Linked DNA regions of Mus musculus: all the other regions are linked to region 2. A link is a contact called in public HiChIP or PLAC-seq, Micro-C and promoter capture Hi-C data. All regions are on one chromosome and are shown on one strand. The core of a region is the stretch at or near the end of the contact, and the rest is flanking DNA. Distances in the headings are between cores, read along the strand shown.

The links. A called contact is a pair of places that touch in the nucleus more often than the background predicts. HiChIP or PLAC-seq counts read pairs in DNA pulled down with a chosen protein or histone mark. Capture Hi-C pulls out chosen DNA fragments and counts their contacts.
Region 1: an H3K4me3 HiChIP or PLAC-seq map of bone marrow-derived macrophages shows a contact between it and region 2, with 6 times the contacts expected there. The contact joins the enhancer-like site here to the promoter of Fmc1 in region 2. A contact is called at or near these places in 3 of 39 promoter capture datasets (the 3T3-L1 cell line, 3T3-L1-derived adipocytes and liver), 1 of 484 Hi-C or Micro-C datasets (the G1E-ER4 cell line) and 1 of 115 datasets of contacts at active chromatin or transcription factors (bone marrow-derived macrophages).
Region 3: a contact with region 2 is called in a Micro-C map of embryonic stem cells, with 14 times the contacts expected there. The contact joins the promoter of Trim24 here to the promoter of Fmc1 in region 2. A contact is called at or near these places in 5 of 39 promoter capture datasets (the 3T3-L1 cell line, 3T3-L1-derived adipocytes, liver and 1 more), 2 of 484 Hi-C or Micro-C datasets (embryonic stem cells and muscle stem cells) and 2 of 115 datasets of contacts at active chromatin or transcription factors (extraembryonic endoderm stem cells and pancreatic cancer cells).
Region 4: an H3K27ac HiChIP or PLAC-seq map of bone marrow-derived dendritic cells shows a contact between it and region 2, with 7 times the contacts expected there. The contact joins the promoter of Parp12 here to the promoter of Fmc1 in region 2. A contact is called at or near these places in 6 of 39 promoter capture datasets (3T3-L1-derived adipocytes, the HPC-7 cell line, hippocampal neurons and 3 more), 4 of 115 datasets of contacts at active chromatin or transcription factors (bone marrow-derived dendritic cells, bone marrow-derived macrophages, fetal liver and 1 more) and 3 of 9 other capture datasets (adipose tissue, macrophages and pancreatic islet).
Region 5: a contact with region 2 is called in a promoter capture Hi-C map of adipose tissue, with 2.1 times the contacts expected there. The contact joins the promoter of Mkrn1 here to the promoter of Fmc1 in region 2. A contact is called at or near these places in 4 of 39 promoter capture datasets (erythroid cells, hippocampal neurons, liver and 1 more), 1 of 115 datasets of contacts at active chromatin or transcription factors (embryonic stem cells) and 2 of 9 other capture datasets (adipose tissue and liver).
Region 6: an H3K27ac HiChIP or PLAC-seq map of embryonic stem cells shows a contact between it and region 2, with 3 times the contacts expected there. The contact joins the promoter of Slc37a3 here to the promoter of Fmc1 in region 2. A contact is called at or near these places in 3 of 115 datasets of contacts at active chromatin or transcription factors (embryonic stem cells, memory CD8 T cells and pancreatic cancer cells) and 2 of 9 other capture datasets (adipose tissue and liver).

Annotation. Positions count from the first base shown.
Region 1 is chr6:39,074,480-39,078,856 of GRCm38.p6, forward strand. The region is part of intron 10 of Tbxas1 (thromboxane A synthase 1, platelet); the gene reads left to right. Among named protein-coding and RNA genes, the nearest start is that of 1700025N23Rik, 9.1 kb to the left of the region's middle. Within about 2 kb of position 2,237, at least 4 of the 459 cell types and tissues checked have an H3K27ac peak or open chromatin away from gene starts, as enhancers often do. A contact at or near this core is called in bone marrow-derived macrophages, where this site is marked.
Region 2 is chr6:38,533,133-38,537,572 of GRCm38.p6, forward strand. Fmc1 (formation of mitochondrial complex V assembly factor 1) reads left to right here and starts at 1,729. Exons shown (of 2, transcript NM_025363.3): 1 at 1,729-1,878. The coding sequence starts at 1,741. It overlaps n-TRcct1 (a tRNA gene), which reads left to right and starts at 799; the gene lies at 799-871.
Region 3 is chr6:37,868,087-37,872,923 of GRCm38.p6, forward strand. Trim24 (tripartite motif-containing 24) reads left to right here and starts at 2,725. Exons shown (of 19, transcript NM_145076.4): 1 at 2,725-3,388. The coding sequence starts at 3,025.
Region 4 is chr6:39,116,001-39,121,032 of GRCm38.p6, forward strand. It overlaps Parp12 (poly (ADP-ribose) polymerase family, member 12), which reads right to left and starts at 2,349. Exons shown (of 12, transcript NM_172893.3): 1 at 1,807-2,349. The coding sequence starts at 2,159. 4930599N23Rik (RIKEN cDNA 4930599N23 gene) reads left to right here and starts at 2,473. Exons shown (of 4, transcript NR_045813.1): 1 at 2,473-2,820.
Region 5 is chr6:39,417,880-39,422,615 of GRCm38.p6, forward strand. Mkrn1 (makorin, ring finger protein, 1) reads right to left here and starts at 2,490. Exons shown (of 8, transcript NM_018810.2): 1 at 2,220-2,490. The coding sequence starts at 2,404. Gm10244 (predicted gene 10244) reads left to right here and starts at 2,499. Exons shown (of 2, transcript NR_152168.1): 1 at 2,499-2,773; 2 at 2,861-3,415. Gm25402 (a small nucleolar RNA gene) reads right to left here and starts at 4,540; the gene lies at 4,410-4,540.
Region 6 is chr6:39,374,870-39,379,631 of GRCm38.p6, forward strand. Slc37a3 (solute carrier family 37 (glycerol-3-phosphate transporter), member 3) reads right to left here and starts at 2,838. Exons shown (of 15, transcript NM_028123.3): 1 at 2,750-2,838.

The DNA.
Region 1 (4,377 bases), core at 987-3,486, 540 kb after region 2:
TGTTGATGGGAGAGGAAGTAGGGAACCTGAATGAATGGTGAAGCTTCCTTCATCCAATGGCATCCAGTGCCTGGGCTGCTGTATGATCCTACCTGGGATCTGATCTGCCCTGAGCTTCTCTCTTCCGATGGAAGTGGGGCCTAGATATCTGTTCTGCTTCCACACAGCATGGGGGACTCAGAGGTGACAGAGGAGGAAGCACCTCTAAGCAGCTGCAGGATGAAATCTCAGGGCAGGAGCACCAGGTACTGGGCATTGCAACCACCACCAGCTTGGGCACACGTAGCTCCATGGCCTTCCCTAAATTCCTTAGAGGAAATATAATTATCAGACAAAGTGCAATGACAGATTGGTTTTGCTCCTGAAAGGAATTACGAGTAACTATGGGCTCCTCTGTTTAGTTTGTTTAATCTCTCTGTTTTGGAGGTTTCTTTGCTCCTATAGCTGCTCCACAGGCACACCCAGCCTTACCAACCCCTGGCTACCCCATGCACAGTGGTGCAGCATGGCCGCCACAGCTGCTGCTGTGCACAGGGCTGGGAATGAATGTACAGCGTGAACACTTTCTTTTCCCGTGGTTTTTTAAGAAAGCATGTTGACTTTCACATGCCAGTGTGGCTTACCTCCACAGGCATCACAGACATGACCACTGTCAGTTGTTCCTAAGCCTTATGCAGCAGAGCTCAGCACAGTTTCATGAGTCAGACAGGAGACCCAGCATCACCTAGGAGGGCAGGCCCTATTTCCCAGTTTGCAGAGGATCCTTGTTGGTCCTAGTGGAGTTTAGGAAGGGCAGAAAGGTGGGGTTACTATGGCATGGTCATGTGTTTTCTGGAACTGAAGTTGGGAATTTCATATTCCATGTACTAGCTGAGTTTGAAGTTCTGGGTTTTTGGAGTCAGCTCCAAGCCTCATTTGGATGGTGTCAGAGGCTTTGAATCTAGACAAGGTCTCTAGCCTGGCTTCTTACTGTTTCTGAGACATCCAAAACAGAAAGATTAAACAGAGGAGCCCACAGTTACTCGTAATTCCTTTCATGAGCAAAACCAAAAATATCATTGTACTTTGTCTGATAATTATATTTCCACTTAGGAATTTAGGGATGTTTAAGCCTATCACTTGACATAAGCAGCAGAAGATTCTCTTTAACATATGTGTGTATGTGTGGGGATGCACTGTGCAGGTGCGCATGCACACATGTGGAAGTGGCCAGACAATCACAGCTGTCATCCTCAGGAAGGCCACCCATCACCTTTGAGACAAGGTCTCTTTGGCCTGAACTTCATCAGTTAGGTAAGACTGCTGGCTGGTGATTCCCAGTGACACTGTCTCTGTTTCCCCAGCAGTGGGATTACACACCTACCACACATCCCGCATCTACCTCAGGTGTGTGTGCTAGCAAGGCATGCAGTTACCAACTGAGCCACTGCCCCAAACACGGGATTATTTAAATTTTATAGTAACTGCAAAATAATATGCTTCTACTTAAAAACCAAAACAAACCCTAAACAATAGGAAGGAGTTAAAGAAAATGGACTTCCAGCCCTGCTCAGTGACATCCCTCGAAAGAGACCATGGCAGTTTAGGCGTTGAGTTGGCCAGTTTTCTATTGCAAGCACAAACACCTGAAATAGACAGCTTTAAGGAGGAAGGATTTATACTGGCTGGTGGTTCCAGGACTTTTCATCCAAAGTTAGTTTGCTTCATTGCACTCAAGCCTGTGGCAAGACAGAAACTCCCCAGTGGAAGGGCATTGGGGTGAAAGGGCTGCTTCCTTCATTAAAGCCAAGAAACAGAAAAGGGGGAGAGAAAAACAGACAAGAGGGTAAGGGGAGAGGGCAAGATAAGAGGGAAAGGTAGAAAAGGGGGAAAGAGGATGGAGGAAAGAGGGGGGAAGAGAAGGGGAAGAGAAAGGGAGAGGGAGAGAGAAAAGAGGGAGAGGAATAAGAGGGAAAAATGAGGGTAGGGACAAGATAGATCCTTCTATGATAGGCCCAACCTGCATCCTCTGATTTGGCCCACTGCCTAGTTTCCAATGCCACTAAATTATGAATTCCATCAGTGGATCAATTCCCTGACAAGTTCAGAGCCCCCATGATCCAATGACTTGCCCCAAGACCTGCCTGTGAACAGTGCACTGGGAACCATTGCTTTAAACACATGACCCTTAGAGGGGACACTTCATGTTCAGACCATATATGGTATTCTTCTAGAAATGTTATGTCCACATGCAAATACATATAGTCTACTTCCTCAAAATAAAACATGCTTAGACAAAAGAAACAAACAGGCTGGGTGTCTACTACCAGATGAGGAAGATGCCTAGAGTCCAGCACAGTGGTTCTCAACCTGTGGGTCATGACCCCTTTGGGGGTTAAATGACCCTTTCATAGGGGTTACCTAAGACCACCAGAAAACACAGATATTTATATTATGATTCATAACAGTAATTAGAGTTATAAAGTAGGAATTAAAATAATTTTATGGTGGGGGTCACAACATGAGGACTGTATTAGAGGGTCACAGCATTAGGAAGGTTGAGAACCACTGCTCTAGGGTAATAGTTGACCAACAGTGAGTATCTTAGTTAGGGTTTTATTGCTGTGAAGAGACACCATAACCAAGACAACTCTTTTAAAAGGACATTTAATTGGGGGTGGCTTACAATTTTAGAGGTTCAGTCCATTATCATCATGTCAGCCTGCAGGCAGACATGGTGCTGGGGAAGGAGCTGAGAGCTCTACATCTTGATCTGAAGGCAGCCAGGAGGAGGCTGTCTTCCGTAAGCAGCAAGGAGGAGGGTATCTTACGAGTGGGCAGAGCTTGAGCACTAGAAGACCTCAAAGCCCACCTACACACAATGGCACACTTCCTCCCACAAGGCCATACCTCCTAATAGTGCCACTTCCCATGGGCCAAGTATATTCAAACCACCACACTGGGTATACTTATACTACAGAACTGCTCCCTTGAAAATGGTTCAAATGACAGTTTATGTTATATGTGTCTACTCTCAACAAAGTAGTAAGTCAACAAACCTTACCAAGACCAGTTCTAGCATTAGAATACTCCAGAGTTATCATAATAGCTAGTAGGACAAACACCCTTATTCTAGCCAGCCTTACATACTATTTTAAGTATTTAGAGTACAGACAGTTTTCCACTAACTCCAGGCCCTCTACTAGGGAAGTACAGAGGTGAGAAGGTATAGGAGCTGGGAACAGGCAGACAGGAGTAGTACACATCTCCTGATATCTTGGCCATGTAAGGGAACCAGGTCTTTTCTATACAGGGAAGGTGTCTCTGAGACCAACCTTTGACCCAGGGTGGCTTTCCTAATTTCTCATCTCCTGGTCCCCCCCCCCCACACCTCCCCAGTCCCCTGGTTTTGGTTGGTTGGTTTGAGAATCTGAGGGGTTTTTTTTTAAAGATTTATTTATTTTATGTATGTGCACTGTTGCTGTCTTCAGACACACCAAAAGAGGGCATCGGATCCAATTACAGATGGTCATGAGCCATCATGTAGTTGCTAGGAATTGAACTCAGGATGTCTGGAAGAGCAGTCAGTACTCTTAACCACTGAGCCATCTCTTCAGGACCTATTTCATTTTCTTAATCACGGCTTCATCAATGATCAGTGGCCCAGGAGGGACAAAAAAAAAAAAAAAAAAAAAAAAAAAAAAAAAAGCTGCCAATGTCCATGGGGTTGGATGCCCAAAACCTTTGAGGATCATGATGAGGACCATCTGGGGGAGGGAGGAGACAGAAGCCAGACAGCAGAGATGAACCACCAGATGCGAGGGAGAAAGATGAGGGGAAACTGAGGGTAACTGAGAGAGGCTTGACTCTGAATGACAGCATGAGAAAGTCAAGAATCCCCTGCACCCCCTCAGATACCTGCCCTTGAAAAGTACCTCTGCCCCCCAGTGCAAGGCACGCAGAGGGCCACCAGCCTCACTTTACCTGCAAATGAGCAATGTGTGAAGTGAGGAGGGTGAGGAAGGGTTTTCAATTACTGAGACAGGAAGGTGAAGTCTGAAAGAATCCCATAGGGTACCACAGCCCCAGCTGCAGTTGGAGAGAGAGAAGGTAGAAGAGGTGCTGCTGAAGAGAAGACAGTACCTGTAACTCCACCTCTGTCCAAAACAAGGCTTGATCCCATCCTTTAACATTATCTATAAACTCTAAGCAGAACTCAAAAGGGGCTGCCCTGGAGATTAAAAAGCTAAAGGTTACGTTTGCACCCTAAAGTAAGCAAAGAGCATCTGCAGCTCTCTACTTCTAGTTCCGCTTCCAGAAACTTATTTCTAGTCCCAAAGCAGAACAGTATAGTGAGAGCAGCTCAGGTTGGGGAGGTCAGGTACGGACATCACAGGA
Region 2 (4,440 bases), core at 479-2,978:
AGAAAATAAAGAGCCACTGACACCTCAAAAAGAGGTTTTATGACAGGGCGGTGATGGCGCAAGCCTTTAATCCCCGCACTCGGGAGGCAGCCTGGTCTACAGAGCGAGTTCCCGGACCTCCAGGACTACACGGAGAAACCCGGTCTCACTCCTCACCCCCTCCTCCCAAAGTGGTTTTGTCTACGGTATACAATTAGGAACAAACCTAAATTCTAATTATCCCTAATTTCTACTATAGTAGGCACTAATTTCGCACCGTCTTATACTTATAGCCCACTTGAAAATTCGAAAACTGAACCCCATTCTAATACATCCTTGGCTGCGGAAATGGCCTCAGCGCTGTAACCGGAAACAGAAACTGACCACTACCTAAACGCCACCTAACGACCAGCTAAGAGCGAAGACAAACCCTGAAAGTAGCCCAATCGGAAGGGGCTTGGCTTTTCCTGTTACAATCTGACAAAGAATAGGACCAGAGGGAGGCTCGAGGAACTGGTTTCCGCAGCCCGTTTGGCTCTGACGTCTCCCGGGCCCACTTTTGCGCAGGCGCAGAGCTACTACGCACAGAAACACGAACACGTAAGCAAAAGCGGGAGCCCGTTCGGCTTCGTGGCATCCACTGTTTGCAGGGTGAAGCGGTTGACTCTTGGCATCTAAACTACATTTCCCAGCAGGCATCCGTTTCACACTGAGGCTGAGTTTGGTTCTCTGTGATAGGGTAAAAACAATAAATTTAAGTGATGACGTACGAAACAGGAAATAACTTGATTATGGTGTTTGAGGACATCAGTAGAAGAAGCCCCAGTGGCCTAATGGATAAGGCATTGGCCTCCTAAGCCAGGGATTGTGGGTTCGAGTCCCATCTGGGGTGGTTCGTTTTTTTTTTTTATCTATTTTAACATCATCTAATTAGATGATTATTGCGAGTCAAACTTACTGTTTATTTTATGTATTTAGAGACAAGGTCTCTCTACCTAGTTCTGGCTGGGTTAGAACAAACTGCAGACCATAATGGTCTATGAGCTGTGAGATCCGCCTGCTTCTGCAGGCAGTGAAGGCGTGTGCCACAACGCCCGGCCATCTTGTTTTAAAACTAGAGAACTGCGGGGAAAAACAATCAAACAAAAAAAACAAAACGAAAAAAAAAAAAGCCAGGCGTGATGGCGCACGCCTTTAATCCCAGCACTCGGGAGGCAGAGGCAGGCGGATTTCGAGGCCAGCCTGGTCTACAGAGTGAGTTCCAGGACAGCCAGGGCTATACCGAGAATCCATGTCTCGAAAAACAACAATAAACAAACAGAAAAACAAAACAAAACTAGAGAACTGGATGTGAGGCTTTACTAGTAAAGGGGCTGCAGTTTGCCATACCAGGGTATGAGTTCATTTTCTTCTCCTAGGCTGCGGGGACCATAAAGTTGGAGGTCGGTACGTTTAATTTTGACATCCCTGGTAGAAACAGTAAGATCTTTTTGGCGTGACCTATGTCCAGACATCCACATACTCTCCTGCCAGACACCTTTCCTCAGAGACTCGGCGGCCATCAGCTTACGGCAGTCCAAAGGGACGCAGTCAGAAGGGCCGAGAGGATTCGGCACCTTCCCTTGCTCTCCTGGTCCCCTGAGGTGCCTGTCACTCGCGTTTCCCTCCAAGGGTGGTCGGTAGAGGGCGCTGTGGGGCGGAGTGGGCGGGGGAACACCTCGCCCGAGGCAGTGAGGGACCAGGCTCTCCAAGGACAGAAAAATGGCGGCCCTGGGGTCCCCGGCGCGCACTCTGCGGGGCCTTCTGAGGGAGCTGCGCTACCTGAACGCGGCCACCGGGCGGCCATATCGCGACACAGCGGCCTACCGGTACCTCGTTAAGGCTTTCCGAGCACATCGGGTACGGCATCCGCGGCTGGGTGGGCTCCAGGTCGCGGGAGGGCGGATGAGGGGGCGGTCTGCGCAGGTGATAGAGGGTCTCAGGACAAACGTGTCTGAGTCACCCTGTCCTCCACCTGCGGGTCTCACCACAGACTCCAGCCCTTCGGCTAACCTGCGGTCTGAAATCCCCTACTGGCCCAGAAGCCGCGTGGGGCGCACCTTCCTAGGGACTTCGTATCTGCCACCCACCGGGGTGGAGCTGTCTCTGACGATTTCATTGGTTTGTCTGGTGCATGGGGTGTGGAATGGAGTAAGGAGCGGGCGTTGTGTGAAGTGGGTCCTAGGGGTCGTAAGACTTAAAGGCGTAAGGGTACAAGCATCCCCTCTCCTCATCCTTTCTACATTAAAGTTTTAATAGGAAGCAGTGTTTTTGTGATTTGACGGGTGTGTGTGTGTGTGTGTGTGTAGGTGTGTGTGCGCGCGCCTGCTCGCGCGCGTGCTTTTGCTTGCTTGCGTGTTGGTGGGGAATGAAGATACAGAATTTCAGCATTACTCTGGCTGACCTGGAATTTGCTGTTTAGACCAGATTGACCTTGAACTCACATCTGATTGCCCTTTTCTCCTGAGTGTGGGGATTAAAGGCATGGGCCAGGCAAATGCAATTTTTAAGGCAATTTAGTGGGGAATATTCAAGAGTTGAAGAGTGGTACTGTTTTATTTAGTACTAGCCTTTCACCACTGAGGAAAGCAATATCTTATATTCTATGGAGATGTCACATCTTTAGCCTTCTGCATGACAGGATACATGACATGTTTTACTGGTGTAACAAACATAAACATACAGAATGCTATCCTTGGGAAGTGCCATTGTGAAATCCACAGTTCATATTCCTCTTAGAAAGGAATGGAAGATGGTTAATTTTCCAAATGTGGTAATGCTCAATTCTCTGCCTTTTGGACAAGATCAAATACAAACACTAAGGCTCGGGGACAGTCACCTGCCCAGTTCTGCTTGATCAAGCATGGCTACAATTTAGGGGAATGGAAACTTAAGTTCTTGAGCAATTATCTTAACTACAGAATTTGAGCATTGCAAAACTTTAGAACTAAAATTCACTTATCTTTTAAAAAGTTATGTTAGGTACTGTGTATTAAGAACTAGGGCCAAATATCAAGAATAAGATGTGGCAGGTGTTGGTGGAACATGTCCTTTAATCCTAACAATTGGGAGGCAGAGGCAGGTGGATTTCTGAGTTTGAGGCCAGTCTGGTCTACATAGGGAGTTCCAGGACAGTCAAGACTATATAGAGTATCCTTGACTCTGAGAAAAAACAAACAAACAAAAAACAAACCCAAAAGATATACATGTAAGAAGCTACAGTCTCCCTGAAGAGCCATAAAATAAGATCATGTTTAGCATAAATAAGTGCTAAGGGTATAGATAACCAGGGGACAGTGGTATGAAGAAGAGGTGCTTCAGAAAGTCTAGTAGGCTATAATTAGGCATCTGGAATTGGCAAGTGAATAGAGGTTAGGAAAAGTAAGGGTACAGGGAAAGAAAACATAACTAAAAATTTAAAGAAAGCATAATTAAGGCAAACCCAACAGTTTCAAAGAGGGGAAGATAAGTAGGTAGGTATATATGACTGCTATTGTACCTTATAGAGGTAACATTATTGTCCTTGAAGGTACTTTGTAGTAAAGGTTTTGAAGTTCCTCACAAAAAGAATTTGGGAGGTAATGGTAGTCATATCTCAGACTTTGAGCCCAGCCTAGTCTAGAGTTGAATTCCAGGACAGCCAGAGCTCCATAGTGAAACCCTATCTAGAAAACAAAACAAAACAAAACAAAATAGTAACAACAAAAGAAATTCCTCAGGAAAATACCATAAATTCATGCTCAGAATTCTAGGGCTGGGCCAGGCATGGCGATCCACACTGTTGATCCCTGAAGCATAGGTGGGCAGACACCTGAATTCAAGGCCAACCAGAGCTACCCTGTCTCAAGAAACTAACAAAACCAACCAGACAAAACAACAAAAACGACCCCTCAAGACACCAAGACTGATTGTGAGAGGCAGCACAACAGTACTTGTTTAGCAAGCCTGAGGCCCTGGGTTCTACCTCCAGGACTGGGGAGAAAGAGAAAATTTGAGAAACCGTCTTCTACTGAAGGCACATAAGAATGTGGGGGATGCTTTTTCATTTTCTGGCTCAGGGCTAAAAAATTTCTGTGCTCATCTTTTCCACTCCTTAGGGAGAAAAGATGCAACCAGGGACATCTCTTTTTTCCCCTACTTTTATCTTTTAATAAATATATTTATATATCTTTGTGGGGGAGCATGCGTGCCAAACATGGGGGTCAGAAGACAAAGGAGAGTCTGGTTTCTTTTTCTACTGTGTGGGTTTCAGGGATTAAACTCTGAGCATCATCAGGTCTGGCTGGCAGCAAGTGTCCTTACCCACTGAGCTGTCACAGCAACTGTATCTTGATCTTTGGAGATAGGACCCAAGTGATTTCCAGGCAGGCTAGGATACATAGTGAGACTCTCTCCTAAGTCATCTTCACATACATAAACTAA
Region 3 (4,837 bases), core at 1,475-3,974, 660 kb before region 2:
GTGTGTGTGTGTGTGCATACAATAATTTTGGTCCAAGATAGAATCCTCAAATACACAAAATATGTTACAAATGCAGGTGTAGTAAGAATTCTGAAATTTTGGTTTCTTTTTAAAAAACACAGAAATGTACAAGCATGTGCCTTTGTTCGAATCCCAGCTGTAGGATGTGGTGCTGCAGTTGACCATGACTTGGTTTTGGCAACTGCAGATAATTTCTGTGATTGTGTGATGTTTGGAATTCTGAGAACTTTTCAGAGGATACATAAACTTTAGGGCCCCTGCAAGGTGGAGTTGATGGTTGTTGGTCATTTAGTGAAGTTGGCTGCTGTTTGTTAGTAGCCATGGTCAAAGAAGAAACAAAAGGAAAGGAATTAGTTTCAGGGATTTTCCTAATTCCTCTCTCCCCTCTATCCTTGTTTCTCTCCTACCTAGTGTTAAGGGGGTGAAAATTGGGAAGAGGGAAAGGTTAGGAGAAAGAACCCACAAAGTAGCAAAGACTAGCTATAGGCTGGGAGGGTGGTCTGTACAAAATTATCAGCCATTGAAGATCACTAAGTAGCAGAAACTGATACTGGAAACCTATTAGCCTTACCTTTGTTTCATAAAGTTGTTATGAATACCTTGTTAAATTCTGCTACTGTAACAACCCCACTTACTTTCCTCCATTTGGAAACCTACCTCTGACCTATAAAAACCTTGTCTTTCTCATGTTCAAGGCTGATGATCTCTTGAACCCCACCTTAGGGGGAGGCAGACTATGTACATAGGTTTTTAACTTTTTGCTTTAATTGCTTGCTTGGTTGCTTTAATAAATGTGGCCACGATGGATTATTCAGGTTCCTGGTCTTTCTCCTCAAGTCTTTGGGAATTACAGAGCACATGGACTTTATTCATGTGTATTCAAAAGCTTGTCTCCTCTCACAGTATTCTTCAACCTCTATGAGGTTTTACCCAGCTTTTTGTTGTTTAGAGAGTGTTTCTCTGTGTAGCTCTGGCTGTCCTGGCTCTGTAGAGCAGGCTGGCCTGGAATTCAGAGATCTGCCTGCCTCTGCCTCTCAAAGGCTGGAATTAAAGGTATGTGCCACTGAGCTTGGCTTTTTACGCAGCTTTTGGCTGAAAATGTAATTTTTATTATTCTTATTAAAGGTCCATTAAAGGAAAAATGTTGCCTACTAATCATAACCCAATGAAATCTACCTTTGAGGTAGAGTCACGCCATTGTCTCCTTCTGTAAACCTTAATCCAGCTGAGTCTGCCCATCACCTGGATAAGGGACCATCCCTTAGAAAGGCAGGTTCACCTTCAGCCACGCTAAAGACACAGAGGAATAATCTCTTTAATAAACAGTGTTCTTCCCCCAAATTCCTGGCCCATAGTGCAGTAGTTCCAGATTCCCCACGAGATTCTCCAGGATTTCTGTCTATTCTGTCTCAGAAACTCCCAACCTTCTCTTTGTCTTCTCTTTTCTTTTGGGTGTTAGCCTAATACACAGTCTCTGATAGTTTCGGCTTCCTTACTCTTTCTCTAAAGCTCCCCTCCATGTGGCTGCTGTAACCATGTGGCTGTTTAACACAAATGGCATGGCATCTCTTCCACTTCTCCATCTTCCTCTGGGCAGCTGCTGAGATTTACAGCTTGCCTGCATTGGTTTTTTTCTTTCTTTTCTTTTAAACTCTAATAAAATTTCCTCCAGCTTCTTTTGAGGCTCTTCTTAAATTCTTTTATTAATGAGACTAAGAACCTCAAGAGGGGACTCTGATTTCCCTAGTAACAGGTGGCACTTCCCATGGGACTCCCCAGAATTTCCGGTAACAAGCACGGGAGAAGGAAGACATGAAATATAATACTGAAACTCTAAAACCAGAATTGAGGTCCCCCCCCCCCCTTTTGAGACAGGCTTTTACACTGACTAAAACCTAGAATAACTTTGAATTTGTAGTGATTTTCCTGCCTTTGCCTCTGGAGTATTAGTATAGGTGTGTGCTACCACGTCTGCCTTTTTTTTTTTTTTAAGAGTTTAATATTCAGGTACTATGGACACTTGCAGATCATTTATTTAGTCCTCAAAAAAATTAACTGCTTTTATTCATTTAAGAAGCAAAATTAATTTCACCCTTTTCCATTGAGGTCTTTTAAAGTTCCGACAAATTTGTAATTTCTCCCCCTTTACATCATTCTCATTAATTCATCACAGAGATAAATTCAGGCCACAAAAAGAGTAAAGCTGCCTGCACACTCCCCCTTTCACACAATGTGGGCTCATACAACCCGGTTTTGGGTCTCTTCTCGTTTGCACGTAACTTACTTCTTCATCCTCCCGTGGCCCTCCCACGATCTTACTCCTTTACCCATTTAAGTCTCCAGTAGTAAAAGCAGTTTTCCAAGCAGTTTCTTAATTAATCAGGCTGGGTAGACTGGGCAGAGCCCCCGCCCCTTGGGCGGGGCCATAGCGGCGGGCGGAACCCGATGCCTGCTCTGGCTCCTTAACAAATGATTCCTTTACAATCTACAGAAGAGAGACACACACACAGCGAGCCAATCAGCGGCCGCGGTCCTCGCGTCCGGCGGGGCTAGCCCCGCCCACTCCCAACCTCCCGCGGGGGCCGTCCGAGCCTCGCGGGCTTCTGCAGACCCCGCCCCCTGGGCAGGCGCGGCGGTCATTGGATGGCGCTCGGCTCGCAGTCGCCGCGGTTGCTGGGAGAGGGAGGTGGGGGCGGGGCCCGCGGTGGTCCAAGGGGCCCGAGAGAAAGGCTGCTAGGCACGGGCGGGCGCGCTGGGCGGAATCGAGCGTCTCGGTGGCGGTTTGCCTATCGGCCCGCGCGGCGGCGTCGCGGTGCGGGAACCGGTCCCCGTTGACAGCTCCGCGTCTTCCGGCCGCGCCACTCGGGAGGTGGCTTCCTCCCTGTGCTCCCTCCGCGAGTCCGTTCGGCCTCGGAGAAGCGGGAGGCGGCGGCGGCTGCGGAGGTCGTCGGGGGCGGCGGGCGGTGAGCGCGCTCCCGCTTCCCCGGCGGCGGCCGCAGGACAATGGAGGTGGCTGTGGAGAAGGCGGCGGCGGCAGCGGCTCCGGCCGGAGGCCCCGCAGCGGCGGCGCCGAGCGGGGAGAATGAGGCCGAGAGCCGGCAGGGCCCGGACTCGGAGAGCGGCGGCGAGGCGTCCCGGCTCAACCTGTTGGACACTTGCGCCGTGTGCCACCAGAACATCCAGAGCCGGGTGCCCAAGCTGCTGCCCTGCCTGCACTCGTTCTGCCAGCGCTGTTTGCCCGCGCCGCAGCGCTATCTCATGCTGACGGCGCCCGCGCTGGGCTCGGCAGAGACCCCTCCACCCGCTCCCGCCCCCGCCCCCGCCCCGGGCTCCCCGGCCGGTGGTCCTTCGCCATTCGCCACCCAAGGTGAGAGGGGCCCGCGAGGTGGCGGGCGCGACCCGCTGTCACGCGGCTGGGGAGGGGGTGAAATGGGCCCGCGCCGGCTGAGCGACTCGGCGGTCCCTCACTTTTGCAGAGCTCTGACGGTTGTGGCGAGTTAGCTGCTCTCTGCTCCTCCGCAAAGCTTTGTCCGGGTGCATATGATCTGGATCAGCTCGTGTACACCCGGGTTATGCGAGCCGGAGGGGGGAGGAAGGGATGGAGATGAAGTGATGGGGATTTTCTTTGATGATTGATTGCAGATTGGCTGCCGTCTGTTTCGAATCTTGTGCGTTCCGGGCTTTTTACCTTAATGAGTTCCCTCTCTGTCCCCTCCGTAGGGGACAAAGGAACCGGGATAAGTTGTTTTGTTGTCTGCTGCTTTCGGAGATTTTATTTCGAGCGATTCGATAAACGATAGAAAGTAAATAGACTTCCAAAGTGTTTTGTATGCCGTAGTTGGAAGTTACTTTCTCTTTTGTGGTGTTATTGGGTAATTAGTTTTTGACAGGTAGTTTCCTTTGCTTATGTTACCAGGTTTAAATCGTTGAAAGTGATTTGAAGTGCAGTAATTATTTCTGGGAGAACACTTGAAGTTTTTAACTTTTAATATTGCAAATATTTGGGCAAATTGACGTCTTTAAAATGCGAAGTAACTGAGGAAGGGAAATCTTTTTTCTCTTGCTTCTTGGGTTTTGTGTGTGTGTGTGTGTGTGTGTGTATGTTTTGTTTGGCTTATGTAGCAGCCCAGAATTGTCCACAGCTAGCAATCTTCCTGCCTCAGCTTCTTCAGAGTAAAGATAACAGGCATGAGCCATTGCACCTGCTAGCCAGACACTTTTAACATCTCTTTTAAAGGGAATAACTGTTTTAAGTTAATTTGTTAAGTAATTATATTTATTAGGTCAGGATGCAATTGCTGGCTTGGATTGTTGAATTAGATGCATTTAGTTTTTTCTTACAACAGTCTTTAAATACAGGAAACTATTTTCCATGGGTCTCTATTGTTGCAGGAAGCCCACCAGAGGTACACCACTCAGTCTATAGCTAAATGAAAGTATTCCAGCCAGCTGGATTACAATCGGGTATCTAGAATGCAAATGTAATCCAGTGGTTTTCAACCTGTGGGTCCAGACCCCTTGAGAGGGTGGAATGAACCTTTCACAGGGGTCGCATATCAGATATCTTGCATACTAGATATTTACATTTTGATTCATAACGGTAGCAAAATTACCATTATGATGTACCGAAGAAGATAATTTTATGGTTGGGGGCCACCACAACATAAGGAAGTGTGTATTGAAAGGTGGCAGCACTATGATTAAGAGCTTTATATCTTTAGAGCAAGGGGCTTTTTTTTTGTTTGTTTGGTTTTTTGTTGTTTTTGTTGTTTTGAGATAAGGGTTTCTCTGTGTAACAGCTCTGGCTGTCCTGAAG
Region 4 (5,032 bases), core at 1,099-3,598, 580 kb after region 2:
GATAAGAATACAGTGGCACCAAAGGAAAAAGGCACTGCAGAGTCGGGATCCAGGCAAGAACTGAGGAGAGGCCATTGGAAGGTATAAAACAATAAATAAGCCACATCTTCAGGGGTTAGGAAAAAGATGACAAAATGAGATGAGAAGAAGGGAAGCTAAGTTCGTGCTGCCAAAGCCAAGTATACAAATAACTGCAATAATAGCAACATAACCTTAGCGAGCATTTACTATGCAACAGAGATTGCCTCAACAAACCTGTGAAGTAAGTAATCTTATCATCACTGAGGGGCCAGAGTCAGCCAGAACGCTACTTTCCCAGGGTTACTAGGCAGCAAAGAGCAGAGGTGGACTGAAACAACTAACTAGCTCACAGACCACGCTCTTGATAGGCAAGCACACTGCCTCCTGAGCACAGGTCTGGAAGTCAGGGACTGAAGACATCTGTGACTGGGGCCACAGTATTTACCACCCAGCAGCTTCCAAATCAGTAGGTAAGGGTTTAGCCTTCCTTTTAAGTAAAGATCTCAAACCCTCTCTGGCTTTCAGTCCACAGTGGGAACAGAAACAAGAGTCACCATCTCTCCCACAGCCTCTCTTCACGCTGGCACACTCCCCTTTAATTTCCCCAAATCTCTCGCATACACCTCGTTTGGACAAGTTCTAATCTGTATTATTTCCGAATAAATAAGTCCTAAAGACCACATTTCTTAGACCATACCCCTTAGGTAGGGGTAGGAGACAGGTTCAGGTAAATGGGATATTTATCACTTTTAGACCTGACCCACACAAACTTCCCACCAGACTTCCTACCAGGGAGACCTTCAGCCCCCAGAACTTGATACTTAGAACTGTCTCAAAAGTGTTGAGGGTGCAGCTGTACCCAGTCTGGATCCCTGATTGACTACACAGGTCAAGGTTACTAACCCAACGTGACTATTAACCTGACATCATAAAAAGTGATGTCTACTGTTACAGCAAAAGGAAGCAGGGAGGGAAGAAACTAATCCTTCTAGATAACTGGACTAGATTCGAAGCATGAAGTCTCCAACATCCTCTCCTAACCCAGCATCCCCGAATCATTACCCAAGACATCTTCCTAAAACACAAACCTCACAGCTGACATTCAACAGGCCTTATCACCTTTAAGGTGAGGCCCAAATTCTTCAGTATAAACAGATTTCACTAATCACCTTGCAGGTGCAAGCAGAGAGCAGCCCAGACTAATAAGGACATAAAGTGTGTTGTGGAAGAGTTAGAGAAAGCTCAAAAAAGCGAAAAATCTTTCAGCTCCTGCCCGAGGCGCTAAAAAAGCAAACCAGGAAGGGCATTCCAGACAGGGCTCTGCCACCTAAATGAAACAAAGTGGGGGGTGGGGGGTGGGGGTGTAGAAAGGCACCCAGGAAGGTCTGTGGCTAGAGGAGAGCGGAACTCTCTATGGATCTTGAAATTCTGAATTTCGGCTTGTAAACAGACAAACAGAAGTTGAGTGGCACTTCCAAAGCCTCCTTACAGCTGGGACAGCAAGCCTTGCTGCCTGCTCCTCAAAGCAGCCCTGAGGACCAGCTTCCCTCCTGGGGGCCATACTGCCATGCTCAGGTGTCCCTCTTGGCACCACATTCTATCTGTGCTAGTCCACCATACACTGCCAGTCACTAAGTAGGTGATCAATAAACGTTCTTGAGAGTGAAGGACAGGCGAGGCTGAGGAACTGTCACCTAGCGGTCTGCCCCAATCACGGGACGAGGGTGGAGGTCCGAGAGTGGAGGGCCAGGAGCATCCGCCCAAGCCCACCGTTGGCGTCCTTACCCGGTCTTCAGGAACTTGCAGTTGCCGTAGATGAGAAACTTGCAGAGATGCAGCTGCGCGCAGAGCCCGGTGCAGCCCGGCTTGGGGCCCTGATGCGCGCGGCACAGACGCAGCGACGACACGGCCAGCACCAAGCGCTCCGAGGCTGCCGCCGCGGCCTCCCGGCCCGCGCCCACGGCCACGACCGCCCGCGAGGCCACCACGAAGCGCCCGCAGTCCCGCAGCAGCCGCTCCAGCGCGTCGGTCCCCAGGCTGGTTCGCAAGCGGCGCCGCAGCTCCGCCAACTCCAAGGCGCCCCCCGCCGCGCACAGCAGCTGGGTCACCTCTGCCACTGCCACCGCGGCCTGGGCCATGGCCGTCGGACTGAGGCTTAGCACGGACGGCGGCGCCTTTCACGGGCCGGGCCCCACTGTTTCGCTGGAAGGAAACGAAACCGAAAGCGGGCTCCGGCCGGGAAAACAGGAGCCGTGGGGCCTTGCCACGCCCTCGGGCCGCAGCTGAGGAGCCGGCGCCCTTGTCTTAGGGCCGCCAGCTGGGGACCGCGCGGCTCGACGGCGGCCCGCGCTCGCTTGCGCGCGCACTGGGCGACCCGGCGTGCCTCGAGGCGTCGCGCGGCCGGAGATGCGGGGCGCGGGTCCTCACGGGGCCGGACTCCCGCGTCTGAGGGAGTCGTGGCCGCTCCCTTCGAGGCAGCAGCGTCCTGTGAGGCGAGTGGCGCGTTCAGCTAGGCCCGAGGGACGCCGCGGGGGGTTCAGTCAGCAACCTCGATCTCGGAAAAGCCGAGCGAAGTTTCCAGACGGCGCCGGCCGGTTGCGGCCGGTTGGTGCGTCGGCCGGCGCGCTCAGGGGGGCTCAGAAGTCGCCCGAGCCAAAGCGGGCTTTAGCAGGCGGGCCTCGGAAGCGGGGACGACGGACCCGGTCCCACCGCACCCCGGAACAAACGGAAACAGTCGCTCCGAATTGCCAGACACTCCGCTTTTGTAGCGGATCCCGCATTTCCAGAAGGAAAGCGTAGGTACGTCCTTTAAAGGGGGCCGATCCTCCCTCCCTCGCCCCTTCTGAGTAAAGGTGATGCACCTAGTTCGATTCCTCACCGGAAAGAACTCTCCTGTGTGTTACCCTGGGAGTTAAACGTTCTCGGGGTAAGTAAACGGGGGTGTGTGGGGGTATACCTATTAAAATACGACTTTTGGCACCCCCATTCCTTCCTCCAGGAGTCTCCCGGGAATAAAAGCGTTAGTAAGTCATGTTCACAGGAGAGGACGGAGTACTGGAAACAGTAAGACGGTGATTCAGACAACAAGAGTTTAACAAGCATGTTAATTCTCTGGGTTTGACCTAGAAGGACATTAGTATGTTGTGAGAAAAGATTGTAATCAAGTAGTATTCCATGGGGCTGATCGGAGGTTAAGCGGCCGCACTGCTCTGGAAGAGGACCTCGGCCGGGTTCCCAGCACCCACATAGCAGCTCACAACTGCCTGTAACCCTGGTTCCAGGAGGGATCTGACACCCTCTTCTGGACGCTTCAGACACCAGGCACGACAGGTGTGAAGGCGCCTTTAATCCCGGCACTTGGGAGGCAGAGGCAGGCAATCTCTGAGTTCTAGTCCAGTCTGGATTTGAAAGTGTACACAGTAGGATGTTTTTGAGTGAGCATGAAGCAAACCCAACACTTTGGTCACAGTGGAGTGTGGGAGGTACTAGGAAAGTGGAAAAAGGAAAGGTGAAGGCTGAAAATTGGGAGGTGAGTGCTTAGAAAATTAATTTAAAATGAATAAAATTTTATTCTAAGTATAAAATACTACAGAAAAGAGCAACTGAGGGTATAGCCCCTGGGCTCAATCCTTAGGAAGGTGTGTGCTGGGGGGGGGGGGGAGTATTACTACAAAAATGTAATAAAATGGGATTAGAGTAGACCAATTGGCAAACCCTGGAACCCAGTGAGAGATTCTGTCTCAAAATAAGGCGGGAACTGGAGAGATGGCTTAGCAGAGAAAAGTACCTGCTGTCCAAAGCCTGCCAGCCTGAGGTGGATCCCCAAAACCCAGGTAAAAGGGGATGGAGAGAGAAACACCCCACACCCCCAAAATTGTCCTCTGACCTTCACATGTGTGCTGTGGCACACACATACATATACATAAATAAACTTAAAAAAAAAAAGGCGGAAAGCTCCTGAGAAATGACATCCTACCACACACACACCACAAAAAAAAAGACAGCAGGCTGGGCCAGAAACTCAGTGGTAGACTGTATAAACATACAACACATACAACACTAGGCTCAATTTCCCAGCAGCAACCCTTCTCAAAAAAGAAAAAAAAAATGAGTATAAAGACTAGATTTTGGGGGCTCAGCAGTTAAGAGCACTGACTGCTTTTCCAGAGGTCATGAGTTGTGGAGAACTTTCGGGCCACTTGGCAGGACATTGGCCAAGGACAAGGAGATGGGCTTCAGACAGGAATCTGACATTGGGCCATTACAAGGAAGTAAACTCAGGCAGGAATCTAATTTTAGGCTAGAACAGGGAAGTAGGCTTCAGGCATGAATATGACTTTGGACCAGGCAGTGGTGGCGCACGCCTTTAATCCCAGCACTTGGGAATCCCAGCACTTGGGAGGCAGAGGCAGGCGGATTTCTGAGTTCGAGGCCAACCTGGTCTACAGAGTTGAGTTCCAGGACAGTCAGGGAGAAACCCTGTTTCCACCCCACACCGCAGATGAATCTGACTTTGGGTTAGGATGGGGAAGTAGGCTCCGATATCTTGGTCCTCCTGATCAGCCCTTAGGAATGGTGATCACGGGACTGTGTTTACTGCCTTGCTTGCTCCTTGACTATTTGTGTTTATTGTACTGCCTGACCTTACTACTTGCATGTAAATAAAATGGTATAAAATCTGATTGGGAAAAAATAAACCTGCCTCAGAACTGGCTTGGGTCATGCTACAATGTTGTCTAATTGTCTTTTTTCTTTTTAATCCTCACTCCTGCCCTAGAAAACCTGTTGACCGACTGAGCTGGCTTGGCTCAATTCTCAACAACCACATGGTGGCTCACAACGGTCTGTAATGGGATCTGCTGCCCTCTTCTGCTCTGTCTGAAGAGAGTGACAGTGTACTCATATACGTTAAATAAATAAATAAATCTTAAAAAAATTAAAACTAGATTGTTAACAAGGACAAATGAGAATGGATTAGAGGTGAGGTGGAGGGCAATTCATTTTCTTGGAC
Region 5 (4,736 bases), core at 1,240-3,739, 890 kb after region 2:
ATTTTTTAAAGACCCCAAACTGGGCATTGTGGTGGAGGCCTTTAATTTCAGCAATGGGCAGGTAGAGGCAGATAGAATCTGAGATAGAGCCAGCCTCGTCTACAGAGTGAGTTCCAGGACAGCCAAAGCCACACTACACAGAGAAAACCTGTCACAACAAAGAGGGAAAAAAAAGTAAAACCTAAAAAGCCCCTCAGTGGAGGCTAGAATAGTCAGTCAGTCTGCTGAGGAACTAAAAAGAGGAAACAGGGAAAAGCAAGCGGAAGGCAGGGGATCGGCAAAGTTTCCCTCATCCAGCAAGCCCTCCCTCCCTCCCTCCCTCCCTGTGGGGGACATCTAGAGATGTCTATAATCTCAGCACTAGAGAGAGACAGGAGTGAAGGATCAACAAGTCCCAAGCCATTCCCAGTTATATTAGCCTCTGCATCTCACACATTCTCCTCAGAAGAATAAAGAAAAAGGGGTGGCGGCAAGACATCTTTGTTGATACAAAGAAGGCTGGGTTTGATTCCTAGAACCCACATAAAAATGAAAGACACTAAAATTATCCTTTCAATTTTAGTACACTTCTCCACAGATGCTGGGGAACCAACTGCCCCAACCATACCCACAAATCATAAAAAAATTAAGGGAAAATGTTAACCGGACAGTAGCGGTTCACCCCTTTAATCCCAGCACTCAGAGACCTGTGAGTTCCAGGCCAAGCTGATCTACAGGGCTAGTCCCAGGACAGCTAAGGCTACATAAAGAAACACTGTCTTAGGAAGGAAGAGGGAGTAAGGGAGGGAAAAGGAAAGAAGAAATGTTGAAGCAGAAATGTATAAAGTTGCAAGCATCTGACAGGATGATAATGAAATCAGTTATGAAATGTTATTTGGTAATGGGTATTTAGAACTAGACTAGAGAAAGATAGTAGATGAAAGAAAAAAAAAAATCAAGGATTTAAATTTTCAATATCAGCCCGGGTGGAAACACTATCCTTAGTACTAGGAGGGCAAAGGCTGGAGGAGGGAAGTTCAAGGCCAGCCTGGTCAATGCAACAGTGTTAGGACAACCAGGCTGCAAAGCTGGACCTTGCCTCAAAAAAAAAAAAAAAAGAACAGACTGAGGGGAAAGCTTTAATCTGACGTTATTAAATGTGTTACAGGAAAGACTGGAAGATTCTTCAGTTTGGGAGTTAATATCAACACCGAGTTGTTCATTAGGAATTGCCTTTAGCATTTGCGGTTAATAAACTGTCCTTGCCGGGTTTAAAGTGGCATTTCCTTTTAATTTTCTTAGCCGATAGAAAAGCGTATATAGTCCTTCCTGGTAGTTAAAATCTATATACTCGGGCGTGGTATCATCTCACCCCTGCACTCCCGCACTAGAGAGGCAAAAACAAGAGGATTGCCGAAAATTCTAGGGCAGTCAGACTATATAGGTCAACCGGGGCCACACAGTAGGACTGTCTCAATAAGCCCCCTCCCATCGTTAATACAAACAATCCTTCCTCCAACGTTTATAGCTGGGGAATTATTTTTTAACATACGTACTGTATAACTGTCACCTGATCATACATTTTCCCAATAATTTCGTCTCGCTTACCAAACAAGAACCAAACCTCTCTGGTCGGATCTCCTTTCTCGCAAAGAAGAACGCCTCTCAAAGGGACAGTAATAATAATGGCAGTTCATAAAACCAAGGGTGGAAGAGCCTAACGCCGGCTCCGAACGCTCGGTTCGGAGACAAAGCTCGGAACCGCCGACCACCGACTTACATACAAAGGCATACAAAAGCGGCTGCTCCCGGCGGGGCGGGGGTGAGCGGCGCAGAGAGCAGAAAAGACGTTACAAACGGATAGCCCGGCTCGGAGCCCCGGGGCCGGCCGAGCTCGCCGGGACCCTTGGAGGGTCTCAGGGCGCACCGAGGGTCGTTAGAGCCCGATTCGCATCGGCGAGCTCGCGCCGCATCCCCGAACCTGTAGCGATGGAGGCCAGGGCGGGGACACCGGTCCTCTCCGCACGCACCGGGGCGCCGCTGAGCGAGGCGAGGTGACGGGACCGCCCTGCAGTCCGAGCCCGCAGTCTGAAACCCGCAGCGATGCCGCGGCCAACCTCTGCGGAGGCTGACGCAGCGATGCTGTACGGACAGCCGCAGCGGGGACCCCGCGACGCCCGCCTCCGCCTCTTGCTCGGCCCCGCAGCCCCCGCCCTCCGCCGCGCCACGCAACGTCCTACCTGCAGGTGACCTGTTTCGTCCAGCCGCCGCCGCTGCCGTCGCTGCCGCCGCCCCCTCCTCCCGCCCCCGGGGACGGGGCAGCGACTGTGGGGATAGAGGTGAGGGAGGCCGCTGCCACCGCCGCCGCTGCCGCTCCTGCTCCTGATGTTGTGGCTGTTGTTCCGGGAGCCGCAGCCTCCGCCATTACTGTTTATCCCACACAGCAATGGCCCCGGAACTTCCGGGATCACATAGTTCCGGTCCGGCTGAGAAGGAGAAGACAGCGAAGGGAGGGGAGGGGAGGGAGGCTGAGGAGCCCGAGAGCTCTGCGCCAGTCCCGCGCCGTGTCACCGCGTCTCCGAGCGCTCAGGTCTCAGGAACTGCGGGCTCCGCAGGGCACCCGCGGCCCTCCTCCGGCGACGCTGATTGGTGATGGCTTAGGCTCCGCCCTAAAGGGGCGTGATCACACGCTTAGCCAGGTGTGCTAGGATGGTCCTGGTCCTAGCCATCCTAGCCATCAAAGGACCACATGCAAGGACCAACTTCTGCCTATGGCTGGTGGCGCACGTACAAGGTGGGGGAAGGCCTGGGGCTGTGTCTGCTCTTTATCTAGAGTGAGATCCCAACCTATTGTGTTGGGATCTGTTTCTTTCTCTCACAGGAACTGTCAGAATCCCTGCTGATGGAAGTGCCCAGGTGGGCCTGGCGGCAGACATCTTGGAATCCCACCAATGTGAAGACTTGAGTATCACAATGGCTGCAAGTTCGAGACCAGCCCAAGCTAAATAGATCCTGTCAAAGTAATAACAGTAATGTTGTAAATGAATTATGTGTGGTAGCCTGTTTGTAATACCAGCTCTTGGGAAGCTAAAGGAAAAAAGTGTTTGGTTTTATACCTGACCAGGAACTGAGGTGCATATTTTACATATCAAAGCAGACTTGACCTCCGGACTTCCCTAGCGTCCTTTTAGTCCCTATCTGGCATTCCCTGCCCCCAACCTTGAACTTTCCAGCCCAGGAGCTAGGCTGCCCTTCACCCCAGAGGCTCCTCCCTATATTTCTAGACATTTTCTCTGTCTCCTCTCTGCCTGCATGCCCTTTCTTTTTTTCTCTCTCCCTTCCTTATCCCATCCTTACCCCCGTGGCGACTCCTGAGGCCAGTGAACTAGCCTGCCTGAGAGAGCTTCCCAATAAACCTGCCTTTAATAGACTCGAATCTAGTGTGAATTGGCTCATTTCACCAACATCAGAGAAATAACCTATCAAAAAGGGTCACAGGCTTGAGGCCAGCCTGGGCTACACTGCAAGAATCTGTCAGTAAGCAGACAGCCTTCAAGGACATGCTCCCAAGTACTGGCTCCCAGCTAACTATGCCCATTCCCCTAGAGTTTCCACCATCAGGTTATATGAATCCACTGATGAGGGCAGTGCCAATCATTTCTCCAAAACTGTGTCTAAGCATAAATCACTGGAGTCCAAGACACATCACATGAACTTCTGAGGAACATTTTAGATCCAAAGTTCTCTCTCCCTCCTCAATAAAGTAAACCTGGCTGGACTTCAATGAACAGAGATCTGCCTCCCAAATATTGAATCCTGGGGTTTAAAGACTTCACCACTGTCCCCCTTTATTTTATTTTACTTTTAATCTTTAAGATTTGTTGCACAGCTGTTGGGGAGGTAGCACAAATGTTAGCAACAAATTCAATGGAAAAGTTCTTGTCACTATAGTCATTCACAGGGACAGGTCTTAGCCCTCTAAAGTGTTGGTGTCAAGACTTCATATGCTGGAGTCTCCCACATCTGAGCCAATTACCAAGCAAAGGAAAAGATATGTTCTGAGTGGGCAGTGTATCCAGTTTCAAGTTGTGTTGTGGTCTTACTGTCCACTCCCTGGTACTCTAGTGTCCACAGACACCTGGGAGGCAAAGAGGAGACATAAAGCAGCTTTCTGCCTGCCGCACAGGCTTCTAGAGGCCTCTCTACTGCAGCAGCCAAGGAAGGCAGGAAAAACTGTTCCACCGGAGGATGCAACTGGGGCTCGTGGAGACTTGCAAAACTAGGCCAGAATAAAACCCCTGAATGCAGAGCCCTGCTCCCACCTCCCTTCCAGGAGCCTTTGAGGCTATAGAACAGCACTGGCAGAGAGTATTCTGTGAGCCTGGGGTCAGCAGGCAGGAGGCCAAGAGGCTGGGCTGGAGAAGATGTGTTCTTCGAAAGCACCAAGGTTTCACAAGGACAGGAGTTGACCTTCCAAACACAGGAAAAGGCTTTCGCTTCCTATCCCTGCTGTATCAATGACCAGGGCATAAGCAATCCACAATCAACTTGGAATACAGGCACCCCCTTCATTTTTTTTTAAATCAATTCAAAAGTTTATTAGACATAGAAAAAAACCTGATATCTCACAGGCAATACTTAAGTTCCTAGTAATAATACATTTGAACAGAGCATTCCTGTACTTTTGGCCTAAGATGTGTTGCTGAATACGTGAATCAGTGTACTTGCCCCAAATGTTCAACATAAACAGAGAAGTG
Region 6 (4,762 bases), core at 1,588-4,087, 840 kb after region 2:
GACAAGGTCAGCCTGCTCTACAAAGCAAGTTATAGGCCTGTCAAGGCTTCACAGTGAGACCCTTTCTTAGATAGACAGACAGACAGAATGTTCCATTAACAGGATACTGTGTCACACTGACCCACCTGGAAGTAAGAAGACTGTTTGAGGGCTGGCGAGATGGCTCAGCGGGTAAGAGCACCGACTGCTCTTCAGAAGGTCCTGAGTTCAAATCCCAGCAACCACATGGTGGCTCACAACCACTCGAAATGAGATCTGATGCCCTCTTCTGGTGTGTCTGAAGACAACTACAGTGTACTTACATAAGAAGAAGAAGATGACGACGACTGTTTGAGCACCCAAATAGAGAGAGCACTTGCCTGCATACAAATGTAAAAGCCCTGGGTTCAAGTCCCAGTACAAATAAATAAATTCTATTCCCCATTTCTGTTTCTTTAACGATTTGCATGTTTATTGTTCATCTATAAACCCCATTTTAAAAACCAGTGGCTTTCTCTGTTCTAAGTCCACAGTGTCCCCAGAGCTCTTGGACAGAGGGAAAAAAAAACCTTTGTCAATGATTTATTTAGTTGAATGCCTATAAGGCACCAGGAAACTGATAGGTACTTTGCAAATATAGTCATAGTCAGCTCTCTGCATATTTTTCAGATGTGTAAATGGAAAAGAGAAAACACCTCAGGCTTTGTAAAACCTGATAATTAGAATTACCTCTTGAATTACAGCTTAATCTCTCTGGTATGTAGTTTGGGATGGGAAAAGTCCAACTTATAAACAAATGTGGCTCCCTAACATCCTCAAATGTACAGAGCTGGCAATCATCTGGCTCCCAAGGGTCTGATTTTTACATGTACGAAGTAAAAGGATAACCTGTACTCAGAGTGCTGGTCTGTAGGCAAGCACTTGACCGCTGGGTGAGTCTGGCCCTTTCACAGTTCTGCATACGCTGGCTATCACTTGTGTGCCAACCAACGCTCACACATACACAGTATCTTTCTGATCTCTCATCATCTAACTAGAAGCTATTCACTGATACCAGATACATCTTTTCTCTTTCCAAGACTCGAGTCTTCCCAGGTGTATACTCCTATAATCCCAGCAGGGAGATTCCAAATGTGAGAGAATATGAGGCCAGCCTAGATTACAGAGCTGCAAAGCACACATTCATTTGAGAGCCTGCTTTAAAAGCATGGTCTAGCCGGGCAGTGGTAGTGCATGCCTTTAAGCCCAGCACTTGGGAAGCAGAGGCAGGTGGATTTCTGAATTCGAGACCAGCCTGGTCTACAGAGTTTCAGGACAGCCAGAGCTATATAGAGAAACCCTGTCTCAAAAACAAAACAAAACAACAAAAAACGCATGGTCTAGTTCAGTGGTAGAGTGCTTGACCAGCACCCATGGCACCTGACTACCAACCCTAGCACTCCAGAGACAGGAAGATTAGAAGGTCAAGGACATCTTCAGTTACACAGGGAGATGGTGATTACCTGGACTATTCGACACTTGTCCGTGCACTTGCTCGCTCTCTCTCTCTCTCTCTCTCTCTCTCTCTCTCACACACACACACACACACACACACACACACTTTTTCTTAAAACTGCCGCATTACCACAGATGTTAAGGACTTAGCTAGCTGTTTCAGGGTTCCTAAAACCACATCCATTTATACCAGGGTTCCTAAGGCCAACTTCTCCCTATTTTCTTTCAAAGACAACTACTTTCTCCTCTGCCCTTCAGACAAAGCCCTAATCGTGCCAGTTATCACTGCAACAACAGCATGTCATCCTCACTTGAGGACCAGGCACTCATCCAAAACCTTAAACAATGAGCACTGAACTGCTCCTGAAAAACAGAGAACTCTGACACTAAAGGTCAAGTCCATTTACTTCACTTCTTTCCTCACTTAAGGATTAAATGAAAGGATTTACTGTGTGTTTAGGGCAGACTCTGTTTTACTTACAAGGAACATCTGGCAAGTGGCAAAAGAATAATTCAACTACCACAGTAGTCGAGGTGTTCTCTTCATCAGTGATTGTTTCGTAAACAGAAATGTGAGTGAAGACATCAAGCAATGGCTAAAGAGGCTCGCCCTGGCAACTAGGTATCCTCTAAACATTTCAGTAAAATATCACGGCATCGCTTAACATATTGCAGAAAATGTTAAAAGTGGACACATCCCCATTGTCTTATCAAAATTAAGAACAGGCCACACTCTACAAATAAGAACAACCAAAGTCTGACATTCGAATAAGAAGCAGAGCCGAATTCCCTGAGGTCGTGGCAGTTACTCGAAAACAAACCCCTAGTTTTTCCACGAAGTCAATTCTCCCTCTGACCTCCGTGCATCCTATCCAAACGCCTCCCACCCTACCTGAAACGTGGCCCTCCTCTTGCTAAACCATGAACCCTTTCCTTGGGTTTCATTTTCTTCCGTTCAAACGTCCCATGAGCCAAGATCGGTGGGCCGAGGGGAACAAGTACCCCCTACCCGGGAGGTCTGCGTGGGCTGGGCTGGGCCACCTTCCCTCTCTGGTGTCTGGTGTCCTCCTCCCTCTGCGGTGCACACAGCCTCGGGACTGCACAGCGGCAGCACCAGGAGCTCCGGTGGGGTCCCGGTGGGGGTCTGGTGGGGGCCAGCTGCCAGCGGCGCCCGAGCCGCCACACCCACCAGCTGTCCGCGCTTCCCACGCCCGAAGCCCACCGCGCGCCCAACCCGGCCAGGACCCCAAGCACCCGAGCGCACGCAGGCTCGCACCTGAGACCCGCCGAAGAACCCGCTCCGCTAGACTCCGCTCCCGCCGCCCCCGCCGCCACCTCACCCAGCGGGATGTGGCCAGAGCTTCCGGACGCTCACGTGACCTCGGGGACAGGTGCATGCCGGGAGCTGTAGTCCGCCAGTGCCGCTTTACCTGCGAGCTGTAAAGTCCACTGGTTGGGTTTAACTGAGCTCCTGCAGGAAGGGACTAGGTCCAGAAATGTTAGCGGAGAAAAGCAACGAGTGAGAGATATCATTTGAGAAGAACCGATAGGCTGACCATTTTTTCAAGAGGAGGCGTTATTCTGTTTTAGACTCTTGTTTAATTAAATGCAGTTGTCCATATAGGTAGGAATAGTCATTCACCTGTTTGTATTCACAGCTCTGCACCCCATTGCCATTGCACCAAAATAAATAGTTCGTATTAAGATCCCCAGCAGCGTAGCTGGAAAGATGATTAAATACATACATATGTACGTACATACATACATCTGTGCATTTTTTTTTTTAAAAAAGATTTATTTATTTATTATATGTAAGTACACTGTAGCTGTCTTCAGACACTCCAGAAGAGGGCGTCAGATCTTGTTACAGATGGTTGTGAGCCACCATGTGGTTGCTGGGATTTGAACTCTGGACTTCGGAAGAGCAGTCGGGTGCTCTTACCACTGAGCCATCTCACCAGCCCACATCTGTGCATTTTTAAAAATGGAACTGTAGAGGGCTGGTGAGATGGCTCAGTGGGTAAGAACTGCTCTTCTGAAGGTCCGAAGTTCAAATCCCAGCAACCACATGGTGGCTCACACCATCAGTAATGAGATCTGACTCCCTCTTCTGGAGTGTCTGAAGACAGCTACAGTGTAATTACATATAATAAAAATAAATAAATCATTTTTTAAAAAATGGAACTGGAGAGACGGCTCAGCAGTTAAGAGCAGTGACTGCCCATCTAGGAGACTTAGATTTGGTTCCATGGTGACTCACACTCTAGTTCCAGAGGACCTGACACCCTCATCTGGCCTCCGTGAACATGACACACACAGAGACATACAAAAACACATAAATAAAAATAGAAAGGGGGAGAGGAAGACGTGGAGGAGGAGAAAGAGGAGAGAAGGAAGATTCCCGTGCTACCACCCAGTTTCCTCTTTCAGGGCATCCAAGGCCAGGTAGTAAGAACGCTTCCACCCGGCGCACGCCTTTAGTCCCAGCACTCGGGAGGCAGAGGCAGTCGGATTTCTGAGTTCGAGGCCAGCCTGGTCTACAAAAGGCACTCCTGGACCTGGGTTCATTTCACAGTTAATCTTATGTCTTCGGTGACATCCACCAAACTCTTCTTGACTTACAGACCAGCTTTTAGCTAAACTTTACTAAAACCCTGAAGGGTTTTGGTTAGGAAAACTGAAGCCACAGCAATAGACCCAAGATCCCCCAGCAGAGGAGACGCTGGAGTAATGAGCTAATGCAGAAAGTCTTAGGGTCACCTAAAAGTAACTCAGCAGCCCCAAACACAGTTTATTATTTGTTTGTTTTACAGCTTAGGTGCACACCGTAAGGGGGCGGGGGCTGGAGAGCTGGTTGCTCTTCCAGAGAACCTGAGTTAAATCCCCAGCACCTACATGGTACCTCACATCTGTCTATAACTCCAGGGGATCTGACCTCCTCCAGCACAGGGCATGCACGTGGTGCACAGACATATGTGCAAGCCAAATACCTTACACTGCAAAATAAAAGAAGAAACAAGTAGGGAGAGTCAGGTAAGGGAGGGACACACCCACCTAGGTTGCCAAGGAAGCGCCTGGGGTAGAAGAGGATGTGGGCAAAAAGCAAAACCTAGTAAGTAGATTTCCAGATTGTATGCGGTTCAGCCTTCCTCTTGTGGATTTAAAGGGAAGTTGAAGAGGAGATGACGGTGCTGGGGGTGTTTCAGAGATTAAGAGCAGCTGCTGTTCTAAAAACCTGAGCTCAGTCCCCAGCACCCAGACCAGGCAGCTCACAACCTGCCATAACTCT